Linked DNA regions of Sus scrofa: region 1 is linked to region 2. A link is a contact called in public Hi-C data. All regions are on one chromosome and are shown on one strand. The core of a region is the stretch at or near the end of the contact, and the rest is flanking DNA. Distances in the headings are between cores, read along the strand shown. Region 1 overlaps PLCB1 (1-phosphatidylinositol 4,5-bisphosphate phosphodiesterase beta-1). Region 2 holds the start of PLCB1 (1-phosphatidylinositol 4,5-bisphosphate phosphodiesterase beta-1).

Region 1 (4,854 bases), core at 696-3,195, 95 kb after region 2:
TAATCGACCATCATAATTGGGGTAGTAAATGGGCTAGGAGGAAGAGCTCTGTAATTGGACATGCAAAGGCCCTGTGGTAGGAGGCAGGGAAACAAGTTTGAGGAACTGAAAGAAAGCCATGTGGCTGAGACTCGAACACAAGGTGAAGTTTGGTGACAGGTAAAGCCAAAATGGGCTAGAATAAAGCCTGCCTGATTATTTTGTAAATGCAGTAAGAAGGCAGTGATGAATTTAAGCAAAGGTGGAAGTCAAGGTGAGGATGGTGTGTGTATGTGTGTGTGTGTTTTCATAGGCAGGTACCCTGATTGGGTTTACATTACGTAAATTGTAATAAAATATGAAAAGAAGGCCTAGATTTTAAAAAGTCATGATCTTGCTTACCATGCACCTGTTGCCCATGTAAGCAAATAGTTCATGATTCTTTTGGAATTAGTTCTTTTCAACAATGCAGTTATTTTTCAGAGTTTAGCCAAGAAATACTAATAAAGTCATTTTCCTACTGGGCGGAGAGTCCCAGTCCAATTTAGTGTCCACAACTAACCGTTGCAATATAATTTAATCCTTAACAACTCGACCAAAGCCAAGACAACAGTAAATGTGTTTTTACTCATAATTAAGGCTGCTCAAAAGTAAAAGTTAAACAAAGGCAGCGGAACGATGTACAAATAATGACTTGGTAGAAATGGGTCCAGTATGTGCTGATGAAAGTAGATGTGGGAGTTCCCGTCATGGCACAATGGTTAATGAATCCGACTAGGAACCATGAGGTTGCAGGTTCGATCCCTGCCCTTGCTCAGTGGGTTAACGATCTGGCGTTGCCGTGAGCTGTGGTGTAGGTTGCAGACGCGGCTCGGATCCCGCGTTGCTGTGGCTCTGGCGTAGGCCAGCGGCTACAGCTCCGATTGGACCCCTAGCCTGGGAACCTCCATATGCCGCTGCAGCGGCCCAAGAAGTGGCAAAAAGACCAAAAAAAAAAAAAAAAAAAAGTGTCTTCATTCATTAAAAGGCCACCTAAATGTACCTCATATTACATTTTGCAGCCTCACTTTTTCCCCATTTAGGGCTAATGTCTTTTGTTTTAAGGACTAATATAGCCTCATTTCTTTTTCATGTGATAATATTGTCTGACGTAGCTTTCTTGTTGACCATTAAGCTATTATGGAGTTTGGGATGGTAGTTTGGCAGTCCTGAGTTATTCAATTTGTCTTTTCCTTTCATATATAAAGGGCCCAGGCATCACTCCTGAATTACTTGGGAGACTGTTTGCACTTGCTTGTTTGAATATTGTGTGGGGTTGCTGAGACTATTAAAAAAAAAAAAAAAAAGCCAAGCTAACTTGGAAATTGTGCAGTTATTGCTAAAATACTGGTCTCCCACCATCTAATTCCTTTGTGTGCTGCTAGTTAAGAAAGTCTTTTCCTCCCCAGATCCACACCAGCTTCTTCAGGGCTGATTCACATCTAATCTACTAGGCTGAATGTAGAAGCTATGTGTCTACCATGTGGGTTTAAGGCCACTGAGAAGACTTGTTTTTCTGTTCTCTTGACTTCCTGAAAGTTCCCATCAGCCTCTTCTCCTCCCACCTACCACCACTGCACTATAAATAGAAGCAAACTCATAGGTCTGTTGACATTTCCAAATCAATTTTTGAATCTCTGAAATCCATAAAAATCTGAAAACTAAATAGCCAACAGAGGGGGAAAAAGTTAAATTCCAGGATGACTTGGAAGACAGGATGTTTGGGGAGCATCTTTGTTGTTTGTTGAGGGATTAGAGATGATAGAATTCTGTTACAGAGCCGGAAGTAAGATTGCTTCGATTCATAGCCAGTCAGGAGCCATACTCTATTTTCTAAGGTGGTTTTTTTCCCCTTCCAATAGCTGACAGTTCACAGTTCACTGCCCCTGACCCCCTTGGAGCACAACAGCTCTAGATTATGCAATCTGTTTGGAATTCTCCCTAGGTGGCACTAGATTGAGGCTCAGGCTGGGTTGTGAACAGGGAGAGCTTTTGGTCTATTTTGACAAACTTGAATTTGCTGGATGCTTTGTGATGGTGGGCATTATTTTTGTTATTATATAGACCAAGTGCTCTGGGCTTTGATCCAAAACTTGCACAAAATGATCAACCCTGGGAAGCCTGAAAAACTTTGAGAAGCACTTAAATGGGATACAATATTAGATAATCTGCCATATTTTAAATAACTTTATATGTATGTCTGTACTTATATATGTATATTTTTTTAATTTGTAGAAGGGGGCGGTACACAAACCACAGAGGTAAGAGAAATATCTAATTTATTCAGAGTTAATTTGATGATACCCTAACCATTTGATAATACAGTGTTAGGATTTCTTTCTTCATTCTTTTTATTAAAAAAAAAAAGCTACATAACATGATTTTGAAGAGTTTGTTAAAACTACCTGATATTTTAAGATCCTTTTGACATTTTACATGATTATAAGACATGGGGACATGAGTTCAGAAAAACTGAAAGGCTCTTACAGAACTGCCATATTTGGGAGTTCTTGGCAAAGTTTTATGTAAACTATATGTTTTTAACCTAGGGAGTCTTTAGAGTAAAACTGAAAGCATCCGCCATACTTTGTACATGGACTTCTGGCCATTGCATGAATGAATATAGCACATCTATGGAGGAATATGGAATTTGAGGTTAGAGAAAGAAGAGAAAGCGCAGTGCAGTCCCTAGGGTGTTGTGGGTCTTCATTGATCCTCAAGCTGCAGGATTTGCTTCTGAAACTTGAAGTAGTCAGGAGACTGGGATAACACTGTGACATTGTCTTCCCAAGAGCCAAAGCATTTGGTCTCCATAGTGTGAGAGACCCTTCTAGAACCGAGACAGCACTTAGAGATTAATCTACATGGATGGATCTAGAAATTATCATACCAAGTGAAGGTAGACAGTGAAGGATAAACATCATATTATGTCACTTATATGTGAAATCTAGAAAGAGGATACAAGTGAACTTATTCTCAGAACAGAATCAGACTCACAGACTTTGAAAACAAACTATGGTTACCAAAGGGGACAGGTGGGGGCAGATGGACTAGAGGTTTGAGATGGGCATATGCACACTGTGGTGTATGGAATAATTGGCCAATGGGGACCTGCTGTATAGCACAGAGAACTCTACCCAATATTCTGTGATAATCTATGTGGGGAAAGAATCTGAAAGAGAATGGATATGTGTATATGGTAACCGAATCACTTTGCTAAACAGCAGAAATTATCACAACCTTGTAAATCAACTGTATGCCAATAAAAGGTTACAAAATGAAAAAACGAATCAATAACTGATGAAAAATAACATACGAGTAAACTCTCAAGTAATTACATTGTGTAAAATGAAGAAGCCAGACCCCTCTACAACGAAAGAATGTGCTCTGTGCAATTTTATTGATATAAAACTCTATAAAAATATGAAATGAAATAAAAAGCAGACCAGTGGTTCCTGGAATGTAGGGGGAGAGGTAGTGGGTGGAGGCATGCATTACTTTACAAAAGGGCCTGGGAATATTTGGGGGAATTATGGATGTGTTCACCTGACTGTGTTGATGATGTTAAGGATTTGTACATGCTTCAAAACATTAATGTGTACAATTTAAATATGTGCAATTTGTTGTATGTCATTTCTATCTCAATAAAGACGTACAGAGGAAAAAAAAAGAAAATTTGGAGAAAAGATAAGAAGTGGGTATATTTAAGTAGAAATAGAAGTCAGATCAAGGTTGATGGTCAAGGTAGATTTCTTGACCATCCAGTCAAGTTCAAGGTACATTTCTGGGAAGTAGAAGATCCTTGCCCTTGAAGAGGTCAATGTATATATAGAACCACATAAGAAGAGGATGCAGATGTACCTAAACACAAAATGATCTGTTATCACCTAGGACTATATAGAAACCCAAGTACTTAGAGCTCTGAGTCTACTAGTGGAACATTGAGAAGCTAGCACAAACCAAAATGTTAAGTCAACCGGTTTCTCTGACCTGACACAATTAGGCATTAAAGCCTCCCTGTCCTCCTGCCTCACCAGAGACCTTCCTAACGTGTCCTCTGTGTACAACTTACTGTCGAAGTGGTTTGACTCATGGCCTTTCTCTACCTAATTTCAGTCTACATGATGGTAAATGGCTGCTGTGAAGCCTTGGTCTACTTCTCCTAAACCCTGTTTTATTTGTGTTTTTTTGGTTGTTGTTTTTGTTGTTGTTGTTGTCTTTTTAGGGCCATACCTGAGGCACATGGAAGTTCCCAGACTAGGGGTTGAATCAGAACTGCAGCTCCTGGCCTATACCACAGCCACAACAATGCAGGATCCCTGTCATATCTGTGACCTACACCACAGCTCACAGCAATGCTGGACCCTTAACCCACTGACTGAGGCCAGAGAACCAGATCCACATCTTCATGGATCCTAGTGGGATTCATTAATTGCTGAGCCAACAAAGGAACTCCTTGTGCATGTTTTTAAATCTTTGTTGCCCCTTGCCTAAACCAAAAATAATAATAATAATTATTATTATACCTGTTTCTTAGAGTTATTTTGAAGGTTAAAAGAGTTAATATTTATAAATGTCTTAGTACAGAGTAAACAGTAAGTATTGATAAATAACAATAGGCAGTTAGATAGACAAAATCCTGGATATAATAGAGAACACAGAACATGAACTAGTGGGTATTAGGTGAGATAGTACCACTCTGTAGATTATGTTTTAGAATTTTCTGGGGGTTGGTTGCTCTATTGATTAGAGAATATGAGGAGAAAGAGCTAGCACATCCTGCAGAAGTTTCAGATTTCCTAGCAGACATTCAAGTAGGTAAAAAAAAAAGTTTAT
Region 2 (4,985 bases), core at 1,343-3,842:
AGGGCAAGCCCAACCTCACAAGGATATTTCAAGCCTTTTCTTAGGGCACATCTCCTGACATCTCATGGGGCAGTATCAATGAGGTGGATAAATACACAGGTGTCTAGTTGAAAACTCTAAGGTCACATGGCAAAGTGTGTGGATGCAGAGGACAACAAACAGAGAAAGATGATGTAATTATCCACCACAAAAAGGCTCATTCTATCATCTCATGTAGCCTAGAGCCCATTTCCATTCCTCTACACTCCTCTTCTGGAGAGCACCTCTCTGGTCTATCTTACCTTCCTATGTCATTCTGGTGTAAAGCCTATTTGAACAATAATCTTTCCAGTAGATACCTGAGCGATTGTGGAGGGCAGTAGGGGAAGATGTGAGAAGAGAACAAGGCCGGTAGGATGTTGTAGGCACAATTGAGAAGGGCAGGGATGCTGCAAGTAGAATTGTGTTGCTGTTTTGCAGAGTAAAGAGAAGCAGTGTGAGGATCTGATAGTGCCTTGCCTTCTGCTTAGTAACTAGCAAGCCAAAGCCACTGAGGAGAGGGTCTATGGACAGTATACTCAGCTTTTAGTTTAGGATATGGGATCAGAATGAAACAAGTCAGTCTTTAAAGAGATTCTTTGTAGCAAGCGGCTTCCAAGGACAAGGTGAGGCCCCCAAAAGAAAGCAGGGGTCCTAAGTTGTGTTCACCAGGTTGTCCATGGTGCTGCTAATCAATATGGATTTTTTAATGCATTGAAATATGTAATTGGGTTAGTTGGATTAAATTCCCCATGGGATTTTTTCGTAATATTTTTACTGAGTTTATCAACACTGGGCCTTGGAAGCCTCGGGGGCAGAGGAAGAAAGAACAAATACTTAAAAGAATGTTTCTCTCCTTCTTTGTTCATATTGTTTCTTCTTTTTAAATTTTTATTTATTTATTTATTTGCTTTTTAGGGCCGCACCCATGGCACATGGAGGTTCCCAGGCTAGGGATCCAATCCGAGCTACAGCTGCCAGCCTACACCACAGCTACAGCAACATGGAATCCGAGCAGTGTCTTCCACCTACACCACAGCTCATGGCAGTGCCAGATCCTTGACCCACTGAGCGAGGCCAGGGATCAAATCTGCAACCTCATGGTTCCTACTCAGATTCGTTTCTGCTGCGCCACAATGGGAACTCCCTCTTCTTTTTTAAGGTCACTTTTATTGAGATATAATTTACTGATGATAAAATGTACTCATTTTAGGTATACAGTTCTATAATTTCGACAACTGTAAAAACACATGATATAGAACATTTCTATTCCTCTCAAAATTCCCTGGTTCCCCTTCCCTGTCAATCCCAGCTCACTCCTGGCCACAGGCAACTACTGATCTGCTTTCTCTGAACATGGACTAGATTGCCTGTTCCAGAATTCCTCAAATGGAATCACGCAATATGCAGTGTTTTGTGTCCAGTTCCTTTCACTAGGTTTAAATTCTGTGTGATTTATCCCCGTGGTTGTATGTGCACTCTTTTTTAATTGCTGAATAGTATTCCATTATTTGCCATACCACATTTGTTTATCTATTCACCAATTGACTGACTTTTGGTTTCCAGTTTTGGGGGTATGATGAAGAAAGCTATGAACATTACTAAACAAGTCTGTGTGAACATATGTTTTCATTTCTCTTGTACAAATACCTAGGAGTGGGAGTTCTGAGTTTTATGATAAGTAAATGTTTAACCTTATTAAAAACTCTTCTTCCTAGTGGCTTTACCATTTTATACACTCTCCAGTAATGGATGAAAGTTCCAGTTGCTCTGCATCCTCTCAAACACTGTTATAATTAGCCTTCTAAATATGATCTACTCTAGAGGGGGAATCTCTTTGTTTTAAAAGAAATGAGAAATATTTGTTGAATGAATGCCAGCAAATATCCTACCACCTTTGTTCCTAAGTGAGCAAGTTTCTATCTGTAAGACACCTTACTCTCTCTCCTTCTCTCCTCTTCCTGTCTGTCTCTGTTTGACACGACCCCCCCCCCCACGCGCACCCATACACTGGCAAGTGGAGGCCTATCTCCTTGGGAAATAAAACCATTGTTTCTCTTAGAATGGGCTTGCTGTCTCTGAAGCACAACTTAACCACATGCCCGCCCGGGCGTCAAGACCAGCGCGCTGCAAACTCTCAGGCACGGCGAGGTTTCCCCAAAGAGCACTCACTCCAAGCCTCTCAACTGCTCTCTTCTCTGCTAATAAATAATAATTGTCTTTTGAAATAGCTGGTTTGTGGCCAACGCTGGAGAGCTCCAGCTAGAGGGGAAAACTCTGGGTCGCCTCTCCGATCTCTCCCGAAGGCTCCCTTTTTGCACCCCATTTGGACCCAAAGACACTCCCAGACCGGGGCTCCTGTTCTCCAGCAAACCCCCAGGAACGCTGGGCTCCAGGACACCCCTGCACCCCGCCACCGGGGCACGGGGCATGCTCAGAGGCGTCGGCTGCAGTGGGGCCCGGGAGCCGGGAGGTGCCGCTGCGTGCCCGCTTCCCGCTCCTGACCCAGCGCGCAAAGTTGGGCTGGAAGCCGCCGGGGAAGGAGGGACCGAGCGAGCGCGGGTGGCGGGGAAGGGGGGCGGGAGGAGGAGGGAGGAGGGGGAAGGAGCAGGGCGGGGGGGGGGGCGCAGAGCGTGTGTCACTCGCTCTCTCGCTCGGTGTCTAGAGGATGTGCTGAATGGTGAGCCGGGAGGCGGCGGCGGCCGAGGAGCGGTATACGGAGGCGGCTGGCAGCCCGGGCAGCCCGGCTCGGCGGCTCTTCGCCCTCCGAGACTCCGCATCCACCGCGGGCGCCCGACCCCGCGTCCCGCCCGGGCATGGCCCGGCGCCTCGCCCGCGAGCGCCCCGCCTGCTAAGCCACGCCGGAGGAGGTGCGGAGGCCGAGACGCCGGCGAGGGAGCAGACGCGAGAACCTCCGGAGCCGAGAAGGGAGCCCCGCGCCCCGCGCCCCGTCCCTGCCGCGCTCGCCCGGGCCGCCCAGAGCCCCGATGAGCCCTGATGGCCGGGGCTCAGCCGGGAGTGCACGCTCTGCAACTCAAGCCCGTGTGCGTGTCCGACAGCCTCAAGAAGGGCACCAAATTCGTCAAGTGGGATGATGTAAGTCGGGGTGGCCGGCGGGGGCGCCGGCGGGGCGCAGGGCAGGCAAGGGCCGTCCGTGGGGGTGGGGCGAGGGGCGCGTTATGCAATGAGCGCACCCGGGAGGGCGCGGGGGCCCAGGGCAGCTTCTGGCCGCGACCTCCTGGGTCCTCGGGTTCAGTAGTTGACGTCCCTGCTAGTTCTGGGTAGGGCCCCCTGAGGGTCTGAAATCTTGGGGGCCAGTGGAGCTGAAGGAGCAGGCGTGGCCGGGGGACGGGTCTTGAGAGTTTGCTAAGTGGGGAGGGTGAATTTGGGACCAGCTGGAAAGCCTGGGGTGCTAACGAGTCGCACCCCTCTCGGCCCGCAGACGCACCCCCCGTTACCTCCGTTGGCCCCTTTCGAGAAGGAACTGCCCCGGAGTCTGAAACTGTTTAGTGATTGCTCACCGTCTTAGCGCTTTGCTGGGAGCCCACACGGCAGCGGTCCAGCCGACAGGTGGTCGGTGATACCAAACTTTAGCGCCCGGCTCCGCAGAGAAGGGCCCTGAGAAGGGCTGGGGAGGACTCACCAAGGGAAGGCTCAAGAGCAGAGAGGGGGGACCGAGGGGTTCGCGAGGGCTCAGTGGGCCTGCAAGGAACGAGGGAGGGCAAGTTTCTGAGAACTGAGCTGGCTGAAGTCTTCAGTTCAAAATAGAAGAGAAGACATACCCCCCAGTTTACCTTCATCTTTTGCCAGGAGAGGCAGAGCTTAGCCAAGCCCAGATCTCCAGTGGTTTACAGGAACCCTGGACCCTAGGACTTCAAGTGGAACCCCCCTCCCCAATTGCCTTCAAACCTTTAGATTAGTAATCTTGCTGAATGCATGAGCATCTTCCCCACAGAGGACATTTGCTTATCAATTTTATGTCCTGGGTGTCATTCAAAAGATTTGATAACAACCCACTGGAATAAATCTGAGCTGCTGGATCGCAGGAAATTTAGGTCCTAATGACTAAGACATCTTTTAAACAGGGGGAATTACAGGAGAATGAGGCGTTCTTCTTGCTGAAAAGATTTTCCACCTAGTAAATTATAGCCTGTTATCCTCCAGGGTATTTTTCTCTAATCTTCTTAAGCCATTTTCCAGTGTCTGAAAACAATTTAAATATTCCAGGTAGCGAATCCAATTACTTAGCTGAGCGGGTTTGTGTCTATATTTTGTCCACCTGGAAGCGCAAACGGAACTTGGAGGGGGAGCCCACAGCTTCCTTGAAAGCTCACGCCAATTATCAAATGCTGTAGGCATCTTTTTCCTATGGACTTTACACTTTTCTCCTTCTGTCTTAATCTAATGACCGGATGTTTTGTGTAAATGGAATAGGATCTAAACAGTAAGTTCAGACACAGGTGAAATGCTTTATGTCAAGGAAAAGCAAAAAATAAAATAAAATGCAGTTTGACCACAAATAGAACAGCCTTGCCCATCTTGAGATCTTCAAATAGAGAGCTAATGTGATGGGTTTACTGACAGAGTGAAGGGCAGAAGGCATGGGGAGAGAGAGAGAGAGAGAGAGAGAGAGAGAGAGAGAGTTCAGAAAATAAAGAAGGGTAACCCAGTATAAGCTCTGCATTTATTCATGGTGATGATTTTAAACTGCATTTTAAATAATTCTCCCGAATGTCTTGCTTGGAAGAAAAGATGAGTATCCCTTTGAAAATGAAGGTCTTTTATGGAAACACATTTGGATCCATCCAGGTAGATGATTTTTCTGCTGTGCATTTATGTCATATATTTCTTCCTCACCTACTAATGCTGGGCCCTGGACTAGGGCCTGGGGTGGTGAAGAAAGCAGCAAAACCCCTTACTGTTACAGACCTTACTTACTAGGTGGGGGAGACAGAAAATTACCAAGA

Evidence for each region. A called contact is a pair of places that touch in the nucleus more often than the background predicts.
Region 1: a Hi-C map of liver shows a contact between it and region 2, with 3 times the contacts expected there. The contact joins the enhancer-like site here to the promoter of PLCB1 in region 2. A contact is called at or near these places in 1 of 5 promoter capture datasets (liver), 4 of 47 Hi-C or Micro-C datasets (embryonic fibroblasts and liver) and 1 of 2 datasets of contacts at active chromatin or transcription factors (skeletal muscle).

What each region holds. Positions count from the first base shown.
Region 1 is chr17:17,099,901-17,104,754 of Sscrofa11.1, forward strand. The region is part of intron 2 of PLCB1 (1-phosphatidylinositol 4,5-bisphosphate phosphodiesterase beta-1); the gene reads left to right. Among named protein-coding and RNA genes, the nearest start is that of PLCB1, 95 kb to the left of the region's middle. Within about 2 kb of position 1,946, at least 3 of the 83 cell types and tissues checked have an H3K27ac peak or open chromatin away from gene starts, as enhancers often do. A contact at or near this core is called in liver, where this site is marked.
Region 2 is chr17:17,004,605-17,009,589 of Sscrofa11.1, forward strand. PLCB1 (1-phosphatidylinositol 4,5-bisphosphate phosphodiesterase beta-1) reads left to right here and starts at 2,593. Exons shown (of 33, transcript XM_021077401.1): 1 at 2,593-3,114. The coding sequence starts at 3,016.